Linked DNA regions of Pan troglodytes: region 1 is linked to region 2. Evidence: chromatin contacts called from public capture Hi-C data. All regions are on one chromosome and are shown on one strand. Each heading gives the region's core, a stretch centred on a gene start, on an enhancer-like site or on the middle of the called end of the contact. The rest is flanking DNA. Distances are from core to core; before and after follow the strand shown. Region 1 overlaps ERCC3 (ERCC excision repair 3, TFIIH core complex helicase subunit). Region 2 overlaps LOC470525 (cytochrome P450 27C1).

Evidence for each region. Capture Hi-C pulls out chosen DNA fragments and counts their contacts.
Region 1: a contact with region 2 is called in a capture Hi-C map of stem cell-derived neural stem cells, with 2.5 times the contacts expected there. The contact joins two enhancer-like sites. A contact is called at or near these places in 1 of 7 Hi-C or Micro-C datasets (stem cell-derived neural progenitor cells) and 1 of 1 other capture datasets (stem cell-derived neural stem cells).

What each region holds. Positions count from the first base shown.
Region 1 is chr13:27,932,526-27,939,721 of NHGRI_mPanTro3-v2.0_pri, forward strand. ERCC3 (ERCC excision repair 3, TFIIH core complex helicase subunit) reads right to left here. Exons shown (of 15, transcript XM_016949674.4): 14 at 5,734-5,886; 15 at 3,695-4,132. The coding sequence ends at 4,001. Among named protein-coding and RNA genes, the nearest start is that of ERCC3, 37 kb to the right of the region's middle. Within about 2 kb of position 2,261, at least 1 of the 24 cell types and tissues checked has an H3K27ac peak or open chromatin away from gene starts, as enhancers often do. A contact at or near this core is called in stem cell-derived neural stem cells, where this site is marked.
Region 2 is chr13:27,867,358-27,873,847 of NHGRI_mPanTro3-v2.0_pri, forward strand. LOC470525 (cytochrome P450 27C1) reads right to left here. Exons shown (of 9, transcript XM_009443230.5): 7 at 5,772-5,850; 8 at 5,076-5,279. Among named protein-coding and RNA genes, the nearest start is that of BIN1, 82 kb to the left of the region's middle. Within about 2 kb of position 3,099, at least 1 of the 24 cell types and tissues checked has an H3K27ac peak or open chromatin away from gene starts, as enhancers often do. A contact at or near this core is called in stem cell-derived neural stem cells, where this site is marked.

The DNA.
Region 1 (7,196 bases), core at 1,011-3,510, 64 kb after region 2:
ATTAGTTTGTACGTTTCCATGAAAAATCTGGTTAAGAATTCGATTTAAAATAGGTTAAACCGGCCAGGTGCCGTGGCTCACGTTTGTAATCCCAGCACTTTGGGAAACCAAGGCAGGAGGATCACTTGAGCCCAGGAGTTCAAGACCAGGCTGCGCAACATAGTGAGACCTTGTCTCTACAAAAAATTAAAAAAAAAAAAATATTAGCCGGGCATGATGGCATGTGCCTGTAGTCCCAGCTACTGGGTCGGACTGGGGTGCTGAGGCAGGAGGATCGCTTGAGCCCAGGAGGCCAAGGCTGAAGTGAGCTTTGATTGTGCCACTGAACTCACCTGGGTGACAGAGTGAGATCCTGTTTAAAAAAAAAAAAAAGATTAAATTAATAGGCGAATACAGGCAGAATTTACATATTTCATAAGATAATCCCTAAGCATTGCATATTTTTATGCTATTGTAAATAGTATTCTTGTTTCAACTTCCAAATGTTTGTCTCTAAGTATATAAAAAGATCATTGATTTTTTTCTTTTTTTTTTGAGACAGAATTTTGCTCTTGTAGCCCAGGCTGGAGTGTAGTGGTGTGATCTCAACTCACTGCAACCTCCGCCTCCTGGGTTCAAGAGATTCTTCCACATTAGCCTCCTGAGTAGCTGGGATTACAGGCGCCTACCATCACACCCGGCTAATTTTTTTTGTATTTTTAGTAGAGATGAGGTTTCACCATGTTGGCCGGGCTAGTCTCAAACTCCTGACCTTAGGTGATCTACCTGCCTCGGCCTCCCAAAGTGCTGGGATTACAGGTGTGAGCCACTGCGCCCGGCCAATTGATTTTTTTTTAATGTATCAATATTGTATTCTGCAATTTGTATTCACCCTTCCTCCATCCTTTTGTTCTGTCTGGTCCCTTGATGGGTATATGAGGCCCACCCACGTTGGTGGGGGTGGATCTGAGTCTACAGCTTCAAATGCTCCTCGTTCCTGGAAACATGCCCACAGACACACCCAAAAATGCTTAACCAGTGACCTGTCATCCCTTAACTCAGCTGACACCTAAAATTAACCACCACGTTTTCCAAATATTTGAGGGTTTTCCAGACTCTTTTTCTATTGATTTTTAACTTAATCACACTGTGGGCACAGATTACAGCTTGTATGGCTTAAATACTTACCAGTGTACTTTCCAATGGACTTGTAGGGCCTGAAATTGATTCTGTCTTGGCAAGTGATCTGTGTATTTGAAAATAATGCTTATACTGCTGTTACTCAGTAGAGAATTCTGTAAATGTCAATTAGGTCAAGTTGGTTAATAGTATTGTTCAAGTCTTCTATATCTTCATTGATTTTAGTCTACTTATTCTAGAAATCTACAGAAAAATTTCCTAGAACTGAGTTTAGCATGACTGAGGAATGATATATAAAAACTGATATATAAAAATGAATTATATTTTTATATACTACCAACAGACATTTGGAAATTCAGATAAAAACTTGTTACATGATGTCAAATAAAAAATCTGGAACTCAAGTTCACAGAATAGACAATGTTAAGAAAAATAAGAAGAAAAAATCTGGACTTAGTAAAGGGAGACTTTATTTGAAAGGATTGTTGCAAAGTGGTGGGGAGGGGTGTACTATTGCAGCAGGGAGAATGCACTGAACATAAGATCTGTTTGTCTCAGGGTTAGGCAAAAGGGGTTTTCTTTTATAGGGAGGGAAGCAAGTAAAAGACAGGAAGTGGGATGAAGGGGAGTAGCATGGTGGGACAGTAGATCCAATCAGTGACTTACCCTGAGTCCAGTCTATTCTCTCGAGGGGTGGAGGGGAGGGTGAGCCAAAGTTTGTAAACCAAAGTCTGGTTCACAAGCATTTTGTTCCCATTGATCACTGGGGACAAGCAGTTTAGCTAATTTATGGGGCAAAGAATGGGAATTTGAAAGGCCTGTGTCTGGCCTCGACTGGGGTCTTCAAGGGGAGCATTCATGAGTCATACCAGGAAGGATGGTTCTCTGCAGTAAGCCATTTTCCAGAACACCAAGGACAAGGGATTCCTTTAAATGTATCTATTTCCTAGGATCACAGGGCTCAGGTAAAATTCAACATTGTCAGTAGACAAGAAAACAGGGGCCAGAAATGTGAAAATACAGGAAATGCTCAGTATTGTTTGAGGATCTCAAGTGTAAAGGCAAGACAGGAGGTAGACTGAAAAGAGTTACAGTCAAGTTTGAACATTTGAGTGCCGACCCATCAGGGTTACATGACAGGCGAGTCTGTGGGCTCAAGCACGCATCTCAGACAGGGCTGCTCGGCCCCCTACTCCTAGCGAGGGCCCTGTTGCTGGTTCCTGGGGTTTGCACTGATAGTGGCTAGATGCCTGGCAGCACCAGCTACTGACCAGACTATGAGAGTGTGTTTGTCACCAAAAGGTCAGCTCAGAGAGGCGGAATGTGGGGCAGGTGGCTCTTGCTTCAAAGCCCCCTGATAAAAGAGGTATTAGGTTGGTGCAAAGGTAATTGTGGGTTTTGCCAGTAAAAGTAATGGTGGCCAGGTGCGGTGGCTCACGCCTGTAATCCCAGCATTTTGGGAGGCCGAGGCGGGCGGATCACAAGGTCAGGAGTTTGAGACCAGCCTGGCCAATATGGTGAAACCCCATCTCTACTAAAAATACAAAAAGTTAGCTGGGCGTGGTGGCAGGCACCTGTGGTCCCAGCTGCTTGGGAAGCTGAAGCAGGAGAATCGCTTGAACCCGGGAGGTGGAGGTTGCAGTGAGCCAAGTTCGCACCACTGCACTCCAGCCTGGACAAAGAGTGAAACTGTCTCAAAAAAAAAAAAGTAATGGCAAAAGCTGCAGTTACCTTTGCACCAACCTAATACTTTCTTCTCCTCAGTCTGTGGCTGCATCACAGAGAGTAGCCCACCTGTGCTAGAGCTGAGGACAGGAAGCTGCTGCCGAGCTGTGGGGATGCCACTTGGAAGCCTTATGTAGCCAGGGTTTCAACACTCCCCAAGTGTGAGCGCTGTTTCCTGTTACAGGCAGAGTGGGCTTCCTCCTCAGAATCACAAGTCCTTCTGCAAGGCGAATATGCCTTGTGTGTGCCTACCTTTCAAGAAGCAATCCTGCCTGGCCTGTCTTTTCCTCAACACCTTTGCTTTCATACCAGGAACATAAAAGAAAAGCCCAAAGCCATTAAAAATAAAGGAAGTAGCAATTAAAACACCCAAGGGCACTAAACTGCTATTAGAAGAGGCATCTAGCCTCTCAGCAATTTCTAAAAACGTACTTTGAGGGAGAAACAAGAGGTCACTCTCTCAGAGAAGATGAGGCACCAGGAGCCAACCTGGAAGGCCTTCATGACGTGGGTGTCTACCTCGGACGAGGCTGTAGGAACAGCTGTGACCACCAGAACAGCAGGAAGCTGTGCGGTTGAAGCCCCAGTCTCAATCCACCAGGCTAAGCTGTGAGCAGGGACCACAGTCAACTACCCAGGCTCTTCCCTCTGGCTGGATCACCCTCCCCGTTCCCCAGGCCTTTCCTGCCAACGTTTCTTCTATCTCAGGGTACATGTCCCTGGTAGCTCCCTGGGGATGGGCTCCATCTTACTCATCTGTGCTTGCTACAAAGTAGGGCCTTGATGGAGGTTGGTCATCCAGACATAACCCATGCCCAGGACGAAGCATAAAAACACTTGTACAATGAAGACTGGTTCAATGGTCCATTCTGTTTATTCAGAACAGTAACATAAATACACCTTAAATATTAACATTTTTTATATACAGAAATGACCCCACTCCCCAAAAAGTTTGAAAAAATATTGTCTCCTCCTCCTTTATAAAACCCTAGATGACCTATGAAGGCACAGCCAAGCCCTTGATGCATCTTCCTCAGCACAATTTGGCCAACGCTGGAGGGAAGGTCAAAGAGGTGGAAGGAAAATGTTATGCTGAAAATCCCTTTCCGACAAGGGTGCCAAGCGCCGGTCTTGAACGAAGTACCCCGCCTAAGCATCATTTCCTAAAGCGCTTGAAGAGCGGGTGTACATGTTTGCTGGGCGCCTTGCTCCGTGATGAGTGGTACTCCATGTACACAGTGTCGTCGGCCCCAGACATAGAACTCATGGTGCCAAAGCGCCGAGATGCCTGCCGGGAAGGGGGGGACCAGCCCATGTTAGTCTCCAGAAGAAAAGATACTCCTTTTATAATATTTATAATCACAGCAAATTTTATAAGACTTACATAAATTTAATACATCATTTTTAATAATGTTTACAGATCGCTTACTGTCTCAGGCATTGTTCTAAGCATTTTACATGCATTATCTCCTCTAATCCTCAAAACTACTATAATCCACACCTGAAAGAAGAGGAAACTGAGACACAGAGAGATGAACTAACCTGTCCAAGATCACATAGCTCTTAAGGAGATGGGATTTGAACACCCAGGTAGCCTGGCTTCAGACTGTTCTTAACCATAATGCCGCACTACCTCACTTAATAACAACTTCTGAACAAACTTTTTTTTTTTTAAGAGAGAAACAGGGTCTCGATATGTTGACCATGCTGGTCTCAAACTCCTGGACTCAACTGATCCTCCCGCCTAGGCCTCCCAAAGTGCTGGGATTACAGACATGAGCCACCATGCCTGGCCTGAACAGAATTTTTTAACAGTTAGGGCAAAAGTCCCTTAAAATCTCCTGAGACACCACCATAAGGCTTTGAATCAAGTGGAAGGACAGAAAGCCCTGGGCTTGACTCTTGGCTCCTCCTGTCCCTGAGTAACCCTGAGGCAAGTAATTAATGTCTGCACTTCAATGACCTCATCTGTAAAATGGGGATAACCACATCAGTGCTGACATTGCTATCCTGTGAGGAGAATGAACCAGGCACCTCCTTAAAACCAGTGAGGGCAATGAGAGCACTCTCCTGGGTTCCCATGGACAGTGCCCCCTGGGTCGGGGGAGGAAAGCCTTAGGCTGGAGGGAGGGCAGCCCCTTCCCAGGGACAGCTGTTTCCTTCTTGCCTTGGCCCAGCAGTTGCTCACCTTCCAGCTCTAATGGCAACTGAATTTCAAACGCACCTGACTGAAGTGCACTTCTCCCCTTGGACAGGCCTGCTAATTCTCCATAATGATGCTCTCACTAATTAGACCATATATTTACTTGGCCTAGAGCAGGCATATTTGTAGAATAAATGAAAGGTTGAGTATTTTCACAGAACTCTACATTTTTCAAAGTTAAGTATCGAAGCTACCACAAGAGTTGATCCTCAGAGCAGTCTTAGGGGCTAGAGGGCTCAGCTTTATCACTGAGGAGAAACCAGAGGAGAACTGTGTGGCCACAGCCAGGGATGGCAGCCCTGTGTGTGCGAACTACGTACCCCCAGCCCATCATGCTCCCTCCAGTCGCCACCAAGGTGAGCTGGGGTCACCTGCTTGCCATCCTGGGCTTCAACATCAAGATTTAACAAATACTCATGTGAGCAAAGCAGGAGACCAGTCACAACCACTGTGAGCTCAGCTGTGTGCAACAGTACAAGGGGCACACACCAAAAGGGCAACAAGGACTGTTTCTATTCATCTCTTCCGTGTTTTCCAACATTTCCAAAAAAATCCCATGGGCCCATCCAGGCAGGACTACATGTCTGTGTCTGTGTCTACAAACGCTGCCCTGTGAGAGCACATACCCATTTACTCACACCTGGAGGTCCAGCACACACCTGGAACCTCCTCACCCATTTACTCACCTGGCTGGATCTGGAGCCAAATTCCCCAGCCACCACCTCCTCCTCGGCATCCAGGTCAGTGGCTGCCAGGACTTTCTGTAAGAGCTGCTGTTGCTCTTCTTTTGTCGAAAACGCCAAGTCTTCCTCCTCCATGCCAGCGAGTTTCGTGATCACCTGCAAAGCCCAAGCCAGCAGACATGCCCCTTTCTGCTCTCTCTCCCCAGCCCTCCTCTGCCTTCTCCTGGGTCCACCTGCTTTGGTCACTTCCCTCCCTAGGCCCAGCCACCCTGGTGGCCAACAATGGAGAGCTCCTCCCTAGCATTCCAGAGACCAGCATCAGGAGCTGCCTTTAACAGGGAGCTTGACTAATGATCTCAAGACCAGAGGGATGCAGGAATTTCAGAGAAATCTGCCCCCAGCACACAGCATCTAAATGATCATGTATGGAAGATCAACAGGAAGAATCTTAGTGATTTTAAAAGGCTCCTTCGGGTAGCCTTCACATCTTGGAGCAAAGGAAGGGACAAGTGACTGGAAGGCACAGGCTGTGGCCCTTTGTGAAGGTCCCTGGCATCTGCTGTGCTCCGCAACTGGGGCTTCCAGCAGGAATGAGCACGTGAAAATGAAAATGATAGGATATCAGGAAGATTATTTATAGAGCTTCTCTGAGAGAGTAAGCACAGCATGGTGGAGACTGGGTTTTCATTTCTATGGGGATAACTTACTACAAGGGCTCCCTATCCCTGCAGAAAACTTGGGTTGATTCTGTAAAGGGAATTCTCCTTCCCTCCAATTCTCATAATGTTCATTAAATGAAAATTCCTAGAAGTAAGGATCTGAGTCCTTCTGGGCCAGGGATCCAGAGTACAGACGATGTGCACATCTGCCCAGGCCCAGCCACTCCACGTCATGACTCTGGGAACTCCAACCACTGCTCCTCAACAGGCAGCACCGAAGACACAGCTCCAACCAACACAAACTACTACGGCATGGCATTGTGCCTTTTTGTCGAGGTCACCTTTCAAAGAATTGCTCTTTCTGACCTGGTGCTCCTCTTACCCTCACAGCTCAGCAGGAATCAGGAGGTAGGAATGCTATTACCAGCAGGGATTTTCATGGATGGATAAAAAGGTCATGATGCAAATCCTCCAAAAAACTGGGCTCAAAACCCAAGCATCTTGTCCTCTAGGCCAGCATGAGAGGTCTGAAGTGTCACTGCCTCTAGCTAAAAGAGGGGAGGTCAGACAACCCTGTCCTCCTAAGGCCAATAATGGGAACTCTCACCAATGCATAAAGAGACACATTAAAAACATACCTCAAAAGGCAGCCTGGATTGCAGTCTTTTGCAATCAAGAACCTGGGAGTCTAATGTTCTAGGGATGTCCTTTTAGTGGACCATAGGGGGAATTTAATTCCCCTACTTCTAGAACCCTCCATCTATCCCCAAAATATAAAGCCCTCTGGACACCAAATACTGACATAAA
Region 2 (6,490 bases), core at 1,849-4,348:
GTGATCCTCCAACCTCAGCCTCCTCAGTAGCTGGGACTACAGGCATGCATCACATCTGGCTAACTTTTTAATTTTTTTATAGAAACAAAGACTCGCTTTGTTGCCCAGGCTGCTCCTGAACTCCTAACCTCCAACGATCCTCCCACCTCCGCCTCCCCAAGTGCTGGGATTATAGGTATGAGCCACCACTCTCCGCCTCTAACACTATTGAAAGGAGAGGTAGAGCTCTCCTCAGAGCCTAATTTACAATCACTTGTGCTGGTAATAGTGAATAGTAATGAAAAAGGAATGAATGATGAGATTGTTGATCTTGGTTGGTACCTTTGATTCCATTTCTCATTCCTATAGTTCAAAAGCAGAACCAGCCCTGCCTCCCAGGGTAAAACTGGAATGTACCTACACAGTGAGTTTGAAAGAACACCAAAGTATCCATCACCCTAAAGCGATTATCTCTTTAAGGTATCTCTTTTAAATAATTAAGAGTCAGACAGGGCACCAAGGCTCAAGGGTCAAGGCTTGCAATGGGGACGCAGGCGGAACTCATGCCTTTGTCACTATTAAAGAAATGAGCTGAACAGCATGTCTTCAGGCAGCTACATCATTTGCTGGCATCTGGGTGGCTCAGCCTAAACACCTAACCTCTGACCCCTCGTGCTGACCTCTCAGAAACGCCTGCTCATTCCCATGCGGTAGAGGGAAGACTCGCATGTGGACATGTGGGTCTCCTAACTTCAAGGCCATCGTGCCACACGGTATTTTTTCTTTTCTGAGTGGTTTGTTTGTTGAAAAAATTAAAACTATGCAGGAGACAAAAGACAAAAAACACTGCCCCCCCGCCCCCCTACATCCAGTTTCCAGCTCCCAGGGAGCTGGGGTGGATCTTCCAAACATTTCTGTTCAATCAAATATCTTTTTCCTGATTTTAAGGGAACACATTAATATCACACCATGAAAGCTGTCCCTTTCCTTCCCAGTAGCCTTCAGGCACGTTCCTGTACTGTTGGGGCAGACGCCATTTATTTGGTTAAGAAAGGCCCCACTGTTGGGAGTTGAACAATGAGAACACATGGACACAGGGAGGGGAACATCACACACAGGGGCCTGTCAGGGGGATGGGGGGAAGAGGAGGGAAAGCATTAGGACAAATACCTAATGCATGTGGGGCTTAAAACCTAGTGGACGGGTTGATGGGTGCAGCAAACCACCATGGCACATGTATACCTATGTAACAAACCTACGCGTTCTGCACATGTATCCCAGAACTTAAAGTAAAATTAAAAAAAAAAAGAAAGAAAGGCTCCACTGTTGCTTCTGTGCCAAGAGACTTTCTTCATTAATTGGGGTTGAATTTTATCAATTATCTTTTGGGATGCTCATGTAATTTTCCTCCTTTTTATCTTGGTGAATTCTACTGACAGATTTTCTCTAGGCAGACCATCCTTGCATTCCTGAATACACCTGATATGTGAAGATGCCTTTCCGTTTTATACATTCAGCCTGCCAACTGTTGATTTTGCATATTTTCCATCTTCAATTATTAATCAGTCAGGCCAGCCTGTAGTTTTTATTTTCCATATCATCCTTTCCAGGTTTGAATATCAAGGTTATGCAAGTCTCGCAAAATGAGACTTCCTTTTTCTATTCTCTATTTATATAAGATGATGATTACCTGTTCCCTGAAGGTTTGATAAAACTTGCCAATAACCCTGTCTAGGTTCAGGATATTTTAGGGGTAAATCTTTTTACCACTGACTCATTTCTTTGATCTGCTCTCACTGATTCGATATCTTAGGTCTGTTCTCTTTCATTTGAGTCAATTTGGATCACTTATATTTTTTCTAGTAAACAGTATGCTTTATCTAAGTCTTCAAATTCATTGGCAAAAAAACTGTTTTAGGTATTTTCTTGATTAAAAAAAAAATCAACTCCTGTCTATACAGTTGTGCCTTCCTGCTCATTCCTGGTACTATTTGTGCCTTCTCTTTTTTTTTCTTTTTTTTTTTTTTTTTTGAGACAGAGTCTTACTCTGTCGCCCAGGCTGGAGTGCAGTGGCACGATCTCAGCTCACTGCAACCTCCGCCTCCTGGGTTCAAGCAATTCTCCTGCCTCAGCCTCCCAAGTAGCTGTGATTATAGGCACCCGCCACCAGGCCTGGCTAATTTTTGTATTTTTGGTAGAGATGGGATTTCACATGTTGGTCAGGCTGGTCTCGAACTCCTGACCTCATGATCTGCCCGCCTTGGCCTCCCAAAGTGCTGGGATTACAGGTGTGAGCCACAGTGCCTGGCTTTTTTCTTAACAATTAAAAATCATGGGCCAAGCGTGCTGGCTCACACCTGTAATCCCAGCACTTTGGGAGGCCGAGGCGATGGATCACTTGAGGTCAGAAGTTCGAGACCACCCTGGCCAACATGGTGAAACCCCGTCTCTACTAAAGATACAAAAAATTAGCTGGGCATGGTGGCAGGTGCCTGTAATCCCAGCTACTCCAGAGGCTGAGGCAGGAGAATCGCTTGAACCCGGGAGACAGAGTTGCAGCAACCCGAGATTGCGCCACTGCACTCCAGCCTGGGTGACAGGGCGAGACTCTGAAAAAAAAAAAAAAAATCATGGGCCAGGCACAGTGGCTCACACCTGTAATCCCAGCACTTTGGGAGGCCAAGGCAGGTGGATCACTTGAGGTCAATAGTTCGAGACCAGCCTGGCCAACATGATGAATCCCCATCTCTACTTAAAAATACAAAAATTAGCTGGGCGTGGTGATGGGCACCTGTAATCTCAGCTACTCCAGAGGCTGAGGCAGGAGAATTGCATGACCCCAGGAGGCGGAGGTTGCAGTGAGCCGATTGCGCCACTGCACTCTAGCCTGGCGACAGAGCAAGACTCAAAAATAATAATAAAATAAAATAAAAACCGTGATGCTCCCTTTCTACACTTGCCCAGGTAGAAATGAGGACTTTTTAAGCAAAAACTTTAGCAGGTATATTCATATGTTGACAGCAGCAAACAAGACCCCATCACGAGCTCCAAATACCATTTCACCGCTGGCCTCTTGCTCAGGTGTCTACCCCGGTTCTTCAGGCAGCCAGAGCTTGGGGGCAACAAGCCTCCCTCCCAACTCACCGATGCCCTCCGGGAGGGTGCAGTGGCTGCGGGAGGCACAGCAGCATTTTAGGGAGCTGAGACCTTCCTGAAAACACTCCCCACAGCAGACTTAGTGCAGGGCTCAGAAGATGAGAACAGCTTCCACTTCTTGGGCACAGACTCTGTGCGTGGACTGTTTTTACTCCTCACACACCTATCAGGCAGGGATTTGGCCCCTTTTGTAAATGACGTGACAGGCTCAGCTCAGGTGGCTGAGAAACCTGCCAAGGTCCCGGAGCCAGCAAGTGGCAGAACTGAGGGTGAAGCCAGCTTGCCCTGAGCTCCCCCTACACATCGAGCTGCCACTCACATACTCCCAGGGACAGGGGCAGCGGCCACATCCACACAAAGGTGGGATGGCCACTTGGTCCCACCAGCCCCACCCCAGCAGAGTCTCATGGGCCACCTGTGCCTCCAGAGCCAGCCCTGAGCCAGCGGGGCTTCTCCCCACACCTCGTTCTCTGCCTCCTCCCTGGGCAGTAGACCCTTACTTTCTCCAGCTCTGGTGCCCACCCTGAGCCTGACCATCCAGAATCCCTCTACCCCTCCTCCCAGCCAACCAGGCTTCCCTGGTCCCTTACTCTCCCTTCTGCCCGGCTCCGGTCTCCCAGTGAGCCTGGAGGGGGCACCTGCATGACTTGTAGGGGAAAAGTCAAGACACCTGGATCCTGCCCTGCACCTGCCACTGTGGGACTTGGCAAGTGACTGTTGCTTTCTGAGCCTCGGTTTCCTCATCGGTAAAATGGGGAGATGAGGTCACCAGGCACTCCCCACATTCTCCAAATGTTCAGGCAACAATGGAGCTCCCAAACCTCGGGCCAAGGTTTCCCGTCGCTGAAACAGTCTTCTCCAACTTGCAGGAGAGGCTAATGGGTGGAATTTTCTCCGCCATTGACTTTACTTTTATAAAATTTCCTTCAGGTGTTATTTAGTTCCTGCTATAGCCTGAACCCAGATACGGTGCAAACCCAGAATTATGTATCTTCACATGTAAGGTGTTCTCTAACAACACCCAGGGCTTCCTGATGTTTCACAACCTAAGAAGCTTGAGAACCACTGCTCCGTGTAAATGGTTGGGTCAGTTAAACAAAGGAGACCAGCAAGAGCACCACTGTGCCTTTCCCGGGGGGGGGCCTGCTGCTGACGGTGCCTGAGAGGCCAGCTCCTAACTGCAGACACGGCCACTAGAGGTGGAGGCGGGGTCCCCAATCCCCACAGGGCCTCGCTTAGACTTCCAGGGTTTCTCAGAGTGTAGCCCACGCACCGCACCATCAGCATCGGCAGCAGCAGTGGACACCCCACCCCTAACCCATCAAACCCGTGACTCTGCAGGCGGGGCTAGGAGTCCGCCTTGTAAGGTGCTCCCTGCTGGCTTTATGCTCCCTAGCGTTTGAAGACCACTCATTTGACTCCCGCTCCCCTCTCTCCTAACTCACCGTGTGGTGGCAGGAGAGCTGGGCTCTGGGCCCCTGGCACCCCCAGTGACACACACCCCATCCAAATCTTCAGGCCATGGCCTGTCGTCCACCCACATGATGGATGTGAAGGAGGAGTGAAGCAAGGCAGGAGGCCATGGGGTTGAAGATGGTTACCACGGTTGGAGGATGGGGTGGGCACGGGAGATGGGGAGGCATTTTCAAAGGATTTCATGCAGAGCTCTTATTTTTGGATAGGATCTCACTCTGTCGCCCAGGCTGGAGTGCCGTGGTGTGATCACGGCTCACTGCAGCCTTGAACTCCTGGGTTCAAGTGAGCCTCCCGCCTCAGCCTCCTGAGTAGCTGGGACCACAGGTGTGAGCCACAGTGCCTGACGGCTCTTGATCTTAAGTTTCCAAAACCGTCTTTGCTTTTCAACCTGGAAGTCTTTATCCTGTTGTGCCCAGTAGAAAGAGGCCGAACCCAAAGGCCAACGTTTGGCCTCCACGCCCTACCTGGATCACGACGAGGTGAATCTCCAGTTCTGCAATTCTCCGCCCTATGCAGCTGCGAACCCCATGACCAAAGGGGATGGATCCAAAATTGTCAACTCTATCTAAGTCTCCTTTCCGCAGCCAGCGCTCAGGCCGGAACTCCTTGGCCCGAGGGAAGTTCTCATCCTGGTACGATGTGGCATAGTGGCAAAGGGCCAGCTGGGTCTGAGGAAATCAGGGATGACAGAAAAGGGATAAGGAGCAGAATCACTCAAGAGCAGGGCAGGGCCCAGAGCCCTAGCCGGACAGTCTCCTGGGGTGCTCCCGCCTGGGGGCCGCCTGGGTCCACTCACACCCAGGATGGCAGCCGCTCCCTCCCTTCCCACTCCACACTGCACCCCAAATGTCACTGCAGCCACTGAGAAGGCCGTCGAGCCCTTCAGAGACTCCCAGCGGTGACTGGCCACTTCCACACGGCCTGGGGAGCAGGCCAAGGAGCATGGGCTGCCTTGCTGGTGAGCAGTAAATTTCCAGAGCAGTGAGATCACACCATTCCCTTCCTTTCTCCCAACACCCCATCTTCATCTTAAAATACATGCAAAAGAAAAGGAAACCTATTGATCTCTGCTTAGGGACAAAGACTTCCTGAAGGTAGAAGCAGATTCCAATTCAACCCCGACCCGCAAGGCCTGGCCACCCCCATGGCCCCAAACTCACGCCTTTCGGAATCAGATACCCGCCAATAACCAGGTCTTCCTGGGTGACCCGGCCGTTCCCTGGCAGCACTGGAAACAGCCTGGAAAAGAGCCAGCGGGGACGGGAATGGCGTGGTGACTTTCACAGTATTTTATTGAACATTCAGAACCCTGGATATATTCCCATTTCCATTAAAAATTCTTAAAAAGTAACACATGGTACATTTTCAACTGAAACATTTTGCAAGGACCTTTGCTGCTTCTTTGCTGGCTTGCTTTACCAGCGAGTATTCTGAGGAATGTGGAAAAGATTCCCAAAGCAAAACATTTGCAAAACACAAAGCCAAGCCTTTCACATGCCATTGTGTTCCCAGGAGGGAAAATTCCAAGTTTCTAATATTTTATGTGACCACGGGACCACTTTATCAAGGAATAGTTCATAGGACTTAAGGCCCCATGAAATGCATTTGGAGAAAAGATACTTCAGCGATCAGATTATCTCAGAAAACCCTGAATAAAACTTTAATTGACAAATACCAATAAACCCCACAGCCAGCTGCTTTTTTTTTTTTTAATTTTGAGGTTCAACAGCATGCTATATAGGTTGACGGTCATTATCAAGTCAGCTTTGAAAGAATTCTTTAGTATATACTGCAGAAAACAAGCTTTGCTTTTTGTCACAGCATTTCCTCACAGAGGATGCCGTGTTTGGGGGAAGGGATGTCATCCGTCCCTAATCCC